3 separate regions of the Sus scrofa genome follow, and all the other regions are linked to region 1. Evidence: chromatin contacts called from public Hi-C data. All regions are on one chromosome and are shown on one strand. The core of a region is the stretch at or near the end of the contact, and the rest is flanking DNA. Distances in the headings are between cores, read along the strand shown.

Evidence for each region. A called contact is a pair of places that touch in the nucleus more often than the background predicts.
Region 2: a Hi-C map of liver shows a contact between it and region 1, with 6 times the contacts expected there. The contact joins the promoter of DECR1 here to the promoter of OSGIN2 in region 1. A contact is called at or near these places in 2 of 5 promoter capture datasets (fetal liver and liver), 1 of 47 Hi-C or Micro-C datasets (liver) and 1 of 2 datasets of contacts at active chromatin or transcription factors (alveolar macrophages).
Region 3: a Hi-C map of liver shows a contact between it and region 1, with 5 times the contacts expected there. The contact joins the promoter of RIPK2 here to the promoter of OSGIN2 in region 1. A contact is called at or near these places in 5 of 47 Hi-C or Micro-C datasets (heart right ventricle, liver, mesenteric adipose tissue and 2 more) and 1 of 2 datasets of contacts at active chromatin or transcription factors (alveolar macrophages).

What each region holds. Positions count from the first base shown.
Region 1 is chr4:46,911,446-46,914,933 of Sscrofa11.1, forward strand. It overlaps OSGIN2 (oxidative stress-induced growth inhibitor 2), which reads right to left and starts at 1,496. Exons shown (of 6, transcript XM_005662982.3): 1 at 1,341-1,496.
Region 2 is chr4:46,765,606-46,768,836 of Sscrofa11.1, forward strand. DECR1 (2,4-dienoyl-CoA reductase 1) reads right to left here and starts at 1,822. Exons shown (of 10, transcript NM_001190232.2): 1 at 1,741-1,822. The coding sequence starts at 1,788.
Region 3 is chr4:47,073,574-47,077,125 of Sscrofa11.1, forward strand. It overlaps RIPK2 (receptor-interacting serine/threonine-protein kinase 2), which reads right to left and starts at 1,560. Exons shown (of 11, transcript XM_021089139.1): 1 at 772-1,560. The coding sequence starts at 944.

The DNA.
Region 1 (3,488 bases), core at 246-2,745:
CACCATATTTCTCAAATTTCTACAACATATATTATTTACAATGACTAACACTTTAAGTCAGAACCTATTTGTAATTAGACCATCACATTTTAAACATGGTTCCCTGCCTTCCCTTCAAACCAGTAACTTATCAGACTTTTTTTTTTAAGGAAAAAAAAATGTTTAAGATGTGTGCGGGGGTCTAGAGGGACCTTCACAACACTACACACAAACTTTGCAGTACTTAGAAGTCTCAGTCGCAGTAACCGACTCGACCCAGGCCTAGCCGGTCCCGCAGTCCCATGACTGGCGCGGTTCAGTAAAAGGGAGATGTTAACAGAAGCGACTGCCCCGGAGTGAGGGAAACCTCGACTAGGCAGGAATAGGGAGGAAGCAGCGGACGAGGCAGGGGGCTTCTGCGGTCCAGACGCTCGCCTTCCACCCTCGACCCATCTCCGACTCCAGACACGCGCGGCCTCTGCCCATTTCGGCCCAGGCCCTGCCGCCGGACCTCGCAACACTCCACCCTCCGCCTGCTCCCCTTCGTTCCCCGGCGGAGAAGTCACCTGAAATGACCGGCCAGAGAGCAGCGGCAACACCACACGGGCATGGAGCGCGGCGCACGGGGCGCCGGAGCGCGACCACCACAGCCACTGCCTCTTATCTCGGAGGGGTGACCCGTCCGGGGCGCCGCCCGGTCGCGGAGTCCGCGGGGTTCCCGCGCCCCGCGCCAGGCCGTGGCCGCGGCTGCCCGGAAGCTGCGATTCGGCAGCCGGCCGGGCCCCGGGGCGCCAAAATACGCCTCAACAGAGAGGCTTCCGCTCCTCGCCTGCGGGCAGCGAGACACCAGCGGTGAAGATCTCAGGGTGCCGCGATGGGGGCGGAACTGGGCGGGGCGGGGACGCTGCGACGGCTGTGGCGGAGGCGCGCGGGCTCCTCCTCGCAGGTGCGGAGGCGGCGGCGGGCGAGGCCTGGGATTGGTGGAGCCGCGGCCTGCTAGGGGCCTGGCCTGACCAAGCGGCTGCTGAGAGGCCCGCGGGGGCCGAGATCCGCCCGCCCACCCGACCGCGGCGTTTGCGGTGATGGGCGGCTTCGGCCTGAGCTCTTCGGACCCTATTCCGTGTTCCCGAACTGGTGGCGTGGGTGGTTAGCTAGGCTGGGAGGATGCTGGGGGCTAGGTGACAAGGGGAAGAGGAAGAGCTCCTAATCGTAGTAGCTGGACGGTGCAGGGGAAAAACCTTGTCTGCTGCACTGCGTCTGCCAACCCGAGCGCGCAAGCCAGAGTCTCCGTAGTCCTTTCGTTCGGGCCTTTCGCCGAAGACGCCCGGGAAAGACCGAGATACCCGCCCCAAGAAACTCACTTTAGCGGCTTTGCTCGTGCTGGCCGGAGCGCAGACGCCCGGAGTTCCCCCGCGCTTTTCACTCTTGAGCCTGCGTCACAATCGAATGGGGGAACCCAGTAAACCACGAGTGCGCCCCACCCCAGAGGTTCTGATAGGGGAAGCCTGGTTTACCGACTAAGGTCCCTCTTAAGTGGCATCCCTGATTAAAAAAACCGGGTGCTAGCCCCGCCCAGAATTCACCGAGGGCGGGGGAAGGCAGGAATGTGTTTTTAAAAAATTCCTCCAGGTGATTGTAATGCAAGGAAAGTTAGAAATGTATGGAATGAAGAGTTTCCCTGTTCGGTGTTTTCAAGAAATGAAGGCGGGGAAAACCTAGAAGTGATTGACTGCATATACAGAGATATCTTTCTATTCCTCCTTACAAAAAAGATCTAGATATTTTTGCAATTAAATCTTACTTAGGTTTCTCTTCTTAAAATTTCTAAGTTCTCAGTTTTTCCTGAATGTTACCATGGAACAAACCTGGACTTAACAGACTTTAAGTCTGTGGGGCTTAAAATAAAATTGTAGGACTCAGCCTGCTTCCAGGGTTTTACGCTGTAAGAAAATACGTGTGTATATTCATTTTACTCCAATGTTCATTTTACTTTGTTTCAGAAAGTAAGGCATAAGTTAATTTTTTGTTAATATTCATAACATCTGGAGTTCCCATCGTTCCTCAGCAGTTAACAAACCGGACTAACATACATGAGGACGCGGGTTTCATCCCTGACCTTGCTCAGTAGGTTAAGGATCCAGTGTTGCTGTGAGCTGTGGTTTAGGTCACAGGCTGCTCAGTTCTTGCGTCCCTGTGGTGTAGGCTGGCAGCTACAGCTCTGATTGGACCCCTAGCCTGGGAACGTCCCTATGCCAAGAGTGCAACCCTGAAAAGACAAAAAATAAAATAAAATAACATCCTTTTAAATTTAAAGAAACTAAACTCGTAAAAGCTATGCCAATCCAGAACTGAAATATTAAAATATAAGAAGATTTATGAGTACTTCGTATAGCTTTTCCTTTATGGCTTTTTTTTTTTTTTTGCAGTATTTCCAGATTTTCAAATAATAAAGTGGGTATGTCAGATTTTAGATTTAATCTGGCTTGTATTTAAGCCTTGGAAACTTGCAGTCGTGGCTTAAACTTGATAGTAATTAGTGATTAAACCAAGCCACAAAAACTACATAAGTATTTTTCTTATAGCAGAGTTTTTTTGTATTTGTTTTTTTGAAATTGAAATTCTATTTAAAAATAAACCCCAGGTTTCATGATATTGCAGAGCAACAGACTCAGATACTTCTGATGGGATGGTAAATTAGTATGTGGTCTAAAACTCCCCTGTCTGTGTAATGGACCCTTACTCTTCCTTTCAGTGCCCTGAGCAGCACATTTAGTGTAGAGCTTATCTCACACTGGCAACCATTCCAGTCCATGGTAACTTCTGGGCTTCCAATGTTACCTAGTTGTAGAATCCTTACTGAACAACCCTCCTTACTGGTGTATAATGTACAGTATTTTATACATTAAATTGTAGTAATTAAAATGTCTGTTTTGGAATCTTTGCTAGCAGCGTGATCTTGGACAAGTTACTCAGCATCTCTGGGCTTTGATTCCTCATCTGTAAAATGAGCTAATAATAATTACTTCATTGATTGTAAGAATTAAGAAAATACTTATAAAGCACTTATCGTAGTGCCTGGCTCATTTTAATCACAAAATAAATATTAGTTTTCATTATTATCAATAATAATATCATAGGAGTTCCCATCGTGGCGCAGTGGTTAACGAATCTGACTAGGAACCATGAGGTTGCAGGTTCAATCCCTGGCCTTGCTCAGTGGGTTAAGGATCTGGCATTGCCATGAGCTGTGGTGTAGGTCACAGAAGTGGCTTGGATCTGGCATTGCTGTGACTGTGGTGTAGGCTGACAGCCACAGCTCAGATTCAGGCCCTAGCCTGGGAACCTCCATATGCCGTAGTCGTGGCCCTAAAAAGACAAAAACAAAAACAAACAAAGCTATACTGCAGCTTGTGGCAATGCCAGATCCTTTAACACGCCGAGCGAGGCCAGGGATCAAACGCACATACTCGTGGATGCTAGCCAGGTTCTTAACCTGCTGAATCACAATG
Region 2 (3,231 bases), core at 572-3,071, 150 kb before region 1:
TTAGGGCCACACTAGCAGCATGTGGAGGTTCCCAGGCTAGCGGTCTAATTGGAACTGTAGCCACCAGCCTACACCAGAGCCACAGCAATGCCAGATCCAAGCCGCATCTGCGACCTACACCACAGCTCACAGCAACGCTGGATCCTTAACTCACTGAGCAAGGCCAGGGATCGAACCTGCAACCTCATGGTTCCTAGTCAGATTCGTTTCCGCTGAGCCACAATGGGAACTCCGTAATTAATTTTTAAAAGAGTTCATTTTCTCCCTCTCATACTGTATTGTCTAATAGTATTAGAAGAACTGGGATAAGGTTACTACAATTCAAATGATATGTGTTTAAAAAAAAAAAAAAAAAACTGAAGACTTCTACTTTACAGAGCCACTGTAGGATCCAAATGAGAGTTCTTTAAGATCAGAAAATACATCCATCTTTTACAAGAAGCTAAATCTTTACAGGAAGAGAAAAATATTATCAATAAAACCCTAGCCTTGAACAAATCTCACTTTTTAAAAGGAAGCTGTCTTTTACTTCAGATTCACTATGCCATTTCCTGTGGTTACATTTGGAATTTGTCCATGTTTTCCAAAAAAAGAGTCTGCCCTTTGTGTTGAACTGAAAAAAGTTTTTCACAGTTGGCAGAATAATTTTTCTAAACTGGCTAAGGAAATTGTGATTTCTGGTTTAGTTTCATTTAGCTAAGTTTTTTGTTTGTTTGTTTGTTTGTTTGTTTTAATCTAGTTGGTGAAAGGGACCATCCTGGATATTATAGCTTCATTTTCCTTTCTCTTTCTTCACCCCTCCCACTTACTTTATTTGCAAATTTTATTTTGACTAAGAGAGATGTCGACAATACAAAACAAAATTGGAGTTCCCTTAGTGGCTCAGTGGTTAACGAATCTGACTAGGAACCATGAGGTTGAGGGTTCAATCCCTGGCCTTGCTCAGTGGGTTAAGCATCCTGTGTTGCAGTGAGGTGTGGATGCCAAGTTGCTGTGGCTCTGGCTAGGCCAGTGGCTACAGCTCCAGTTAGACCCCTAGCCTGGGAACCTCTATATGCTGCAGCAGTGGCCCAAGAAATGGCAAAAAAAAGACAAAAACAAAAAATTATGAGGAAGCCTGCCTGAGATGCAGTTCTGCCAGCATTATCTCTAGGAAGGGAACTATAAAGAGCTGGATTTTCTTTATTTTTTTAATGTGAATATGTTTGTATTAATGTTTAACTGCACAACTAACACTTTTCATTAAAAAACAAAACAAAACAAAAAACAGACAACTGCAGATAAGGCCAATGCTCCCTCCAGTCCCCACTCCCCCACCTGGTCCCCCTCTCCTACCTCAAAGGGCAAGTATGTAGTGTCCGTCTCTTTTCCTATTTACACACAACTTTGAAACTTCTAAGAATGGGAAACCTTTGAGAATTGGCGTGCCCTCCCCACCCCCCTACACACAAACACAAACGTATACCAGGACGTCCTCCGACAACAGCCTAACATTACTTTTCTCCTTAAACCTAGTCGCAGGGCTCGCGCTCTTCGCGAGATTCCCTCCAGGCCCCAGTGTTTTCTCCTCTCTCCGCCTGACACACTGTCCTGGCTGCCCCCACCAGGGGCTGCGGATCCAGGTTATGCGCTTCTCCCGGTGACCAGGCAACCCCCCACCCCGTCTTGCTCAGCGCGCACCCGGGACAGAGTGCTCGCGAGGGTCGCGCGGGAACCTGGGCCGTCCCAGCGCCGCCTTACCCGCCGAGGACCGTGTCCAGGGGCGAAAACCCGGCCTAGCAGCGCCATGTTTTGTCTCTCCGCGCAGGAACGCGCGGGGGCGCAAGGGGCCGGCCTGAAATACCCAGGCTCCACAAACTGGGCGGGGAGCAGGCTGGCCTTGGCAGCGGTTTGGCCCCTAGCGGCCAGGACGGCCTGCCGTAGAAGGACGGCCCTTCTACATGGGTCTGAGCCCAAGGGCACTGCCCAGCTTGACCTCTCCCATACGTTTTCTTGTTCTCTATTTACCTTGTCTGTGGATTGTAAAAATAATGTTAAGGCCAGTAATAGCGCTTTAGATGGCCTTGGGTGGGTGGATGAATTGACTGTGCCAGAAAAGTGCAGATTGCAGAAAGACGTGGCATGTGTATACTGCCCAGGTGCTTGTCAATAATTTATGTTTATTCCTTCGGTGCCTAAGTCCAAGCTGAACCGCACATCGGCAATAATATAGTAAAGACACAGCTTCCCTTTGCCTAATTAGGGGAAAGTGGCTGAAATCTAATAAAAAGCTGGGCAGCTTTGACTTTTCCAGGGACAAAATGCCCTTTAACACTGAGAGATAGCAGGGAAAGGCAGGTTTATCCTTTTCTTTTCTTTTCTTTTCTTTTTTTTTTTAGGGCTGCATTGGAGGCATGTGGACGTTCCTGGGCTAGGGGTCATGTTGGAGCTGCAGCTGCTGGCCTGTGCCACAGCTTGTGGCAAGGCCAGATCCTTAACCCATTGAGCAAGGCCAAGGATAGAACCCCCATCCTCATGGATATTAGTCGGGCTCCTAACCTGCTGAAGCACAAACAGGAACTCTCTCCGTACTTCTGAAATGTGACTATTCATACCTAACAGAATTATTGTGAAGATTAAAAGAGGATGCATGTGAAGCCCCAGGGTCAGACTGATAGTATGTGACATTGAGAGTTTAAGCACCTTGCATTTTTTTTTTTTTTTTTTTTTTTTTTTGGCTTGCTTTCTTTCTCGGCCACAGCAGAGCCAACACCAAATCCCACTGTGCTTGGCCAGGGCATTGAACCTGTGTCCTGGAGCTGCAGAGATGCTAGAGATGCTACCAATCCCTTTGCACCACAGCTGGAACTATGCCTTGCATTTTCTAAGTGCTGAGGAAAAAAAAAATCAGCCCTGGACTTTCAGAAATTGGCCTGGCACTCACAGGTAGACCATGCTAATCTACCAGGCATAAACCAACGCTCAGAATACCAACTTCAAACAAGATTATTTTGAGGTCAGAAGGCAGGAGTCTACTTCACAGTTTTGTCTAAGCACAGACAAAAACAAGTTCACAGTTGTAATCAACAAAATACCTAACAACCCAGCTCTTGGCCAAGATAAGTGGCTATTTCTCTTGGCCAAGAAAAGAGGCAATTGCAACTTTTAACTTTTTTCCAGACTCTTCTTACTAGACATAAGATTTATTGAGATCCTCCTTCATAGAATTGCCTGTGCTTTCTGCCCACATCC
Region 3 (3,552 bases), core at 310-2,809, 160 kb after region 1:
CTTTCATGACTACATGTAGCGAACCAAAACAACAATAAAAAGCCAAAACTGAAACATCCCTGACTCTAGAGCCATGCTGTGCAATAAAAATATGTGAGCCACACAATTAAAAATTTTCTAGCAGCCACTTTAAAAGTAAAAAGAAACACCTGAAATGAACTTTAATATATTTATCCCAGTGTATCAAAAATATCATCTTAGCATATCAATATAAAAGTATTAATGATATATATAATTTTTTCAATAGTGAGTGGTAGAAATCTGCTGTGTATTTTACACTTAGAGCACATTTCAGTTCAGAAAGCCACATTTCAAGTGCTCAAAAGCCACCTATGGTTAAGAGCTACCTATTGGGTAGAAACCCATCTACAAAAACAAAAAAACAAAAAATCAAAAAAACCAAAAACCCCAAAAAACAACAACAAAAACAGAAAAGAAGGGGTGAAAACAAAGCAAACAAAATCCAATTTCAGTAAAGAGGACGTTTAGAGTTGGGCTGTGACTGCAGATTTTTGGTGCCTGGAGAAAGTAAGGCCAAGGAGAGAAGGCTGTGAAAAGAAGTGCGATGGCTGCTGCATCTTCAGAGAAGCCAGTTTTCCCTATCAGGTTAGCCCTGAGCCTTGAAGGGCTGCCTAGCAGTGACGAATGGTAGGGCCGACTCCATGGTCACCGTCGTTTGGGCAGAAGAGCCCGCCAGCCCAGGGTTGGAGCCAGAGGGGACAGGGCACATACATTTCGGGACTCCGCGGGGGAACCGCTGGGGAGACTTACCTGTCAAGCAGTGGGGTGTGGATGTGCAAGTGCTTTACGGCCACCTGGATGCGCCAGTCTGCGTGGCGGGCGGACGACACGGTGCCGGACGCGCCACGGCTCAAGTAGCACAGGTCAGCGAGCTTTCGGTACGGGATGGTGGGCAGGGCGCTGCAGATGGCCTCCTCGTTCATGGTGGCGGGCGGCGCGGGCACTCGGCCACCAGCCGGTTCCGGGTGTGCCCGCTGTTCCCGCGGCTCCGTCCCAGCGCGCTCGGGGCGGCCAGCCCTCCCCGCTGTTGGACGCTAGGTCACGAGGTCATCCATTCCCCGAGCAGCCCACACCAAGCCGCAGCGTTTCCCGAGCCCGAGTACTCCTCTAGAGACTGGGGTCGCTGGGCGGGTGGAGGAGGAGCTTCCTCTCAGGCGCAGCCACCAGAGCCCGCCCTTCGGGGCTCCTCCCTCCCTAGACTTCTCAGTCGACGTCAGCGACTGACGCTAAAGCGACGAAGAGGGCCCCGGTACAGCCCGCGGTCCTTCCAGCTGGCTCCGGCCTCGATATGAGGCCAGGATTTCTGCCTGGTGGCGCCCAGAAAACCCGTGCCGCTTCGGCGGGGTACGGGCGGGCTTGGGATGGGGAAGGGAACCAGAGGCGCTCAATTTTGTCTTCTCTCCCCCCACCTGCTAGGTTTGGAAAGTTTGCTTTTGGGCACAGTTCCTCTCTGCAGCCTCATACCGGGCAGCAGCCCCCCCCCCCCCCCCTTACCCCGGAGGAATTTCCTCTGGGCCCCGAGTGTTCCGGGAGTCGCTAAACCCCGGAGGGGTGGCGGGGCGGGTGTGATGACTGACAACTAGGACTGTGCGCCTGCGCAGAATGTGCTTTGAGGGAATGCAGTGGTGACTAACCAGGACTCAGCTCTTGAACCCAGTGAGTCAGATAGGGGTAAATTTACCTGCCTATCTGAACTCCAATCTTCCATTACTTCCAGCTACTTCAGTCTTGAGGGGGTGGATTGTCGGAGTTTAACCCCGACAAAAAGTTCAGCTGTTTAGTTCACTATGAGACCTATTTCTCTTACTCCTTCCCCCACCCCCAAAGTCCACAATTATAGACAGAGATTGAAAAATAACCTTCAGTCTCTCCTTCCCTCTGATTCCAGGTAAGACTGAAAACGCTTGTCTTATAGATCTGGGAAGAAAACAGTGTTTAATGTCAGTCAGAAAAAACTGCAAACATCTGTTCATCTTTTTACCTTAAACACTTTTCTACTGAAATGACTATTTTGCAAAGTGTGCGTGCAAATATATGCAATACCAAGATCATGCCAGACATTTAATGAATTCTAAGACAAAAGTAATAAGGAATGCCTGATTTCAATGAGAGATTTTTGCCTAAAGAGAATCGGTGCTTCCTTTTTTGTATTGTCTGAAATGATAGTGGCAATGTTACATTTTACAATAAATGGAAACTGTAATGAGAGTGTTTTAAAATTTGATCATTCAAAATAAAATGTCTAGCTTCAAAGATATGGTCTGATAATCTGTGGTTTATTACTTAATAAGCTTTTTGCTCAAAAAGTGCTCAGAAAACTTTTTCCTTTCATTCTTTCATCCAGTTAAAAAAGAGTTCCAAAGAGAGTAAAATGTAAATAAAGAGGAAATGATCAAAATAACAATTTAAGAAATTTTTCCAGTATCAAAGGACAAAGGTCTTCATATTGAAAGGGCCCATTAGCTCCTCACAGTGAATGAAAAAAGACCTATATCTTTAAAATTTTTTACATTTTTTGTTAGAGTATAGTTGATACACAGTATTATGTCAATTTCTGCTGTACAACATAGTGACCCAGTCATACTTATATGTGCATTTTTTTTCCTCATATGGTCTTCCATCATGCTCTACCCCAAGAAATTGGATATAGTTCCCTGTGTTGTACAGTAGGACCTCATTGCTTATTAATTCTAAATGTAATAGTTTGCATAAAGATACATATTAAAACACATCAATAAAAAGATAAGAACCCTAAGAAAGAAAAGATTCCAAAAGTTTTCGGAGGGAAGAAACAAAAAAATGAATGGGAATTAGAATGGCATTGGATTTCTCAATAATAATGATTTTATGCTAATGCACTGCAGAGATTTTTTTCAAATTTTGAAGGACAGTAGCTTTCAGCCTGGAATTCTGTAGTCAAACTATTAAGTATAAGAACAGAATAAAAACATTTGCACCTATATATAAAGACGCAAACATTTATTTTCCATCCATTTGCCTTTTTTTAAAGAAAGCTTCTAGAAGATGTGCTCCCACAAAATATGAGAGTAAAACAAAAAAAGAAAATGACATAGGATTCAGAACACAAGAACAGAAGAATATGAAGGGAAATATTAGGATGAAAGGTAAGTGGCAGAATTAGAGAGCAATCCATTTTCACTGGAGCAGGAGGAGGGCAGGCTCCAAGAAGAGAAACTAGTTAAAATAATTGAATTACAGATTACCTAATTTTGAGTATTTGGGTAGTTACATTCATAGGTGTTTGATAGATCTAATGATATATGTGATAAAACTGGACAGAATTTTTAAAAATATAAGCAAGTGAAAAAATGAGGTAATTATTAATTCTATGAAAAATAAAAATTATAGAGGAATGGAAACAGCATTTCTCCAAACTATTGTGGTAGTGAAAAGTTTAAGACTTTTTAAAGCTCTGAAATAGTAGTATATTATAAATCTCTAAGAAGGATAGAACATGCAGCATAGAGCTCTATAATTTTTATTTTTAATTATATTTTAAGTTTACTTTAG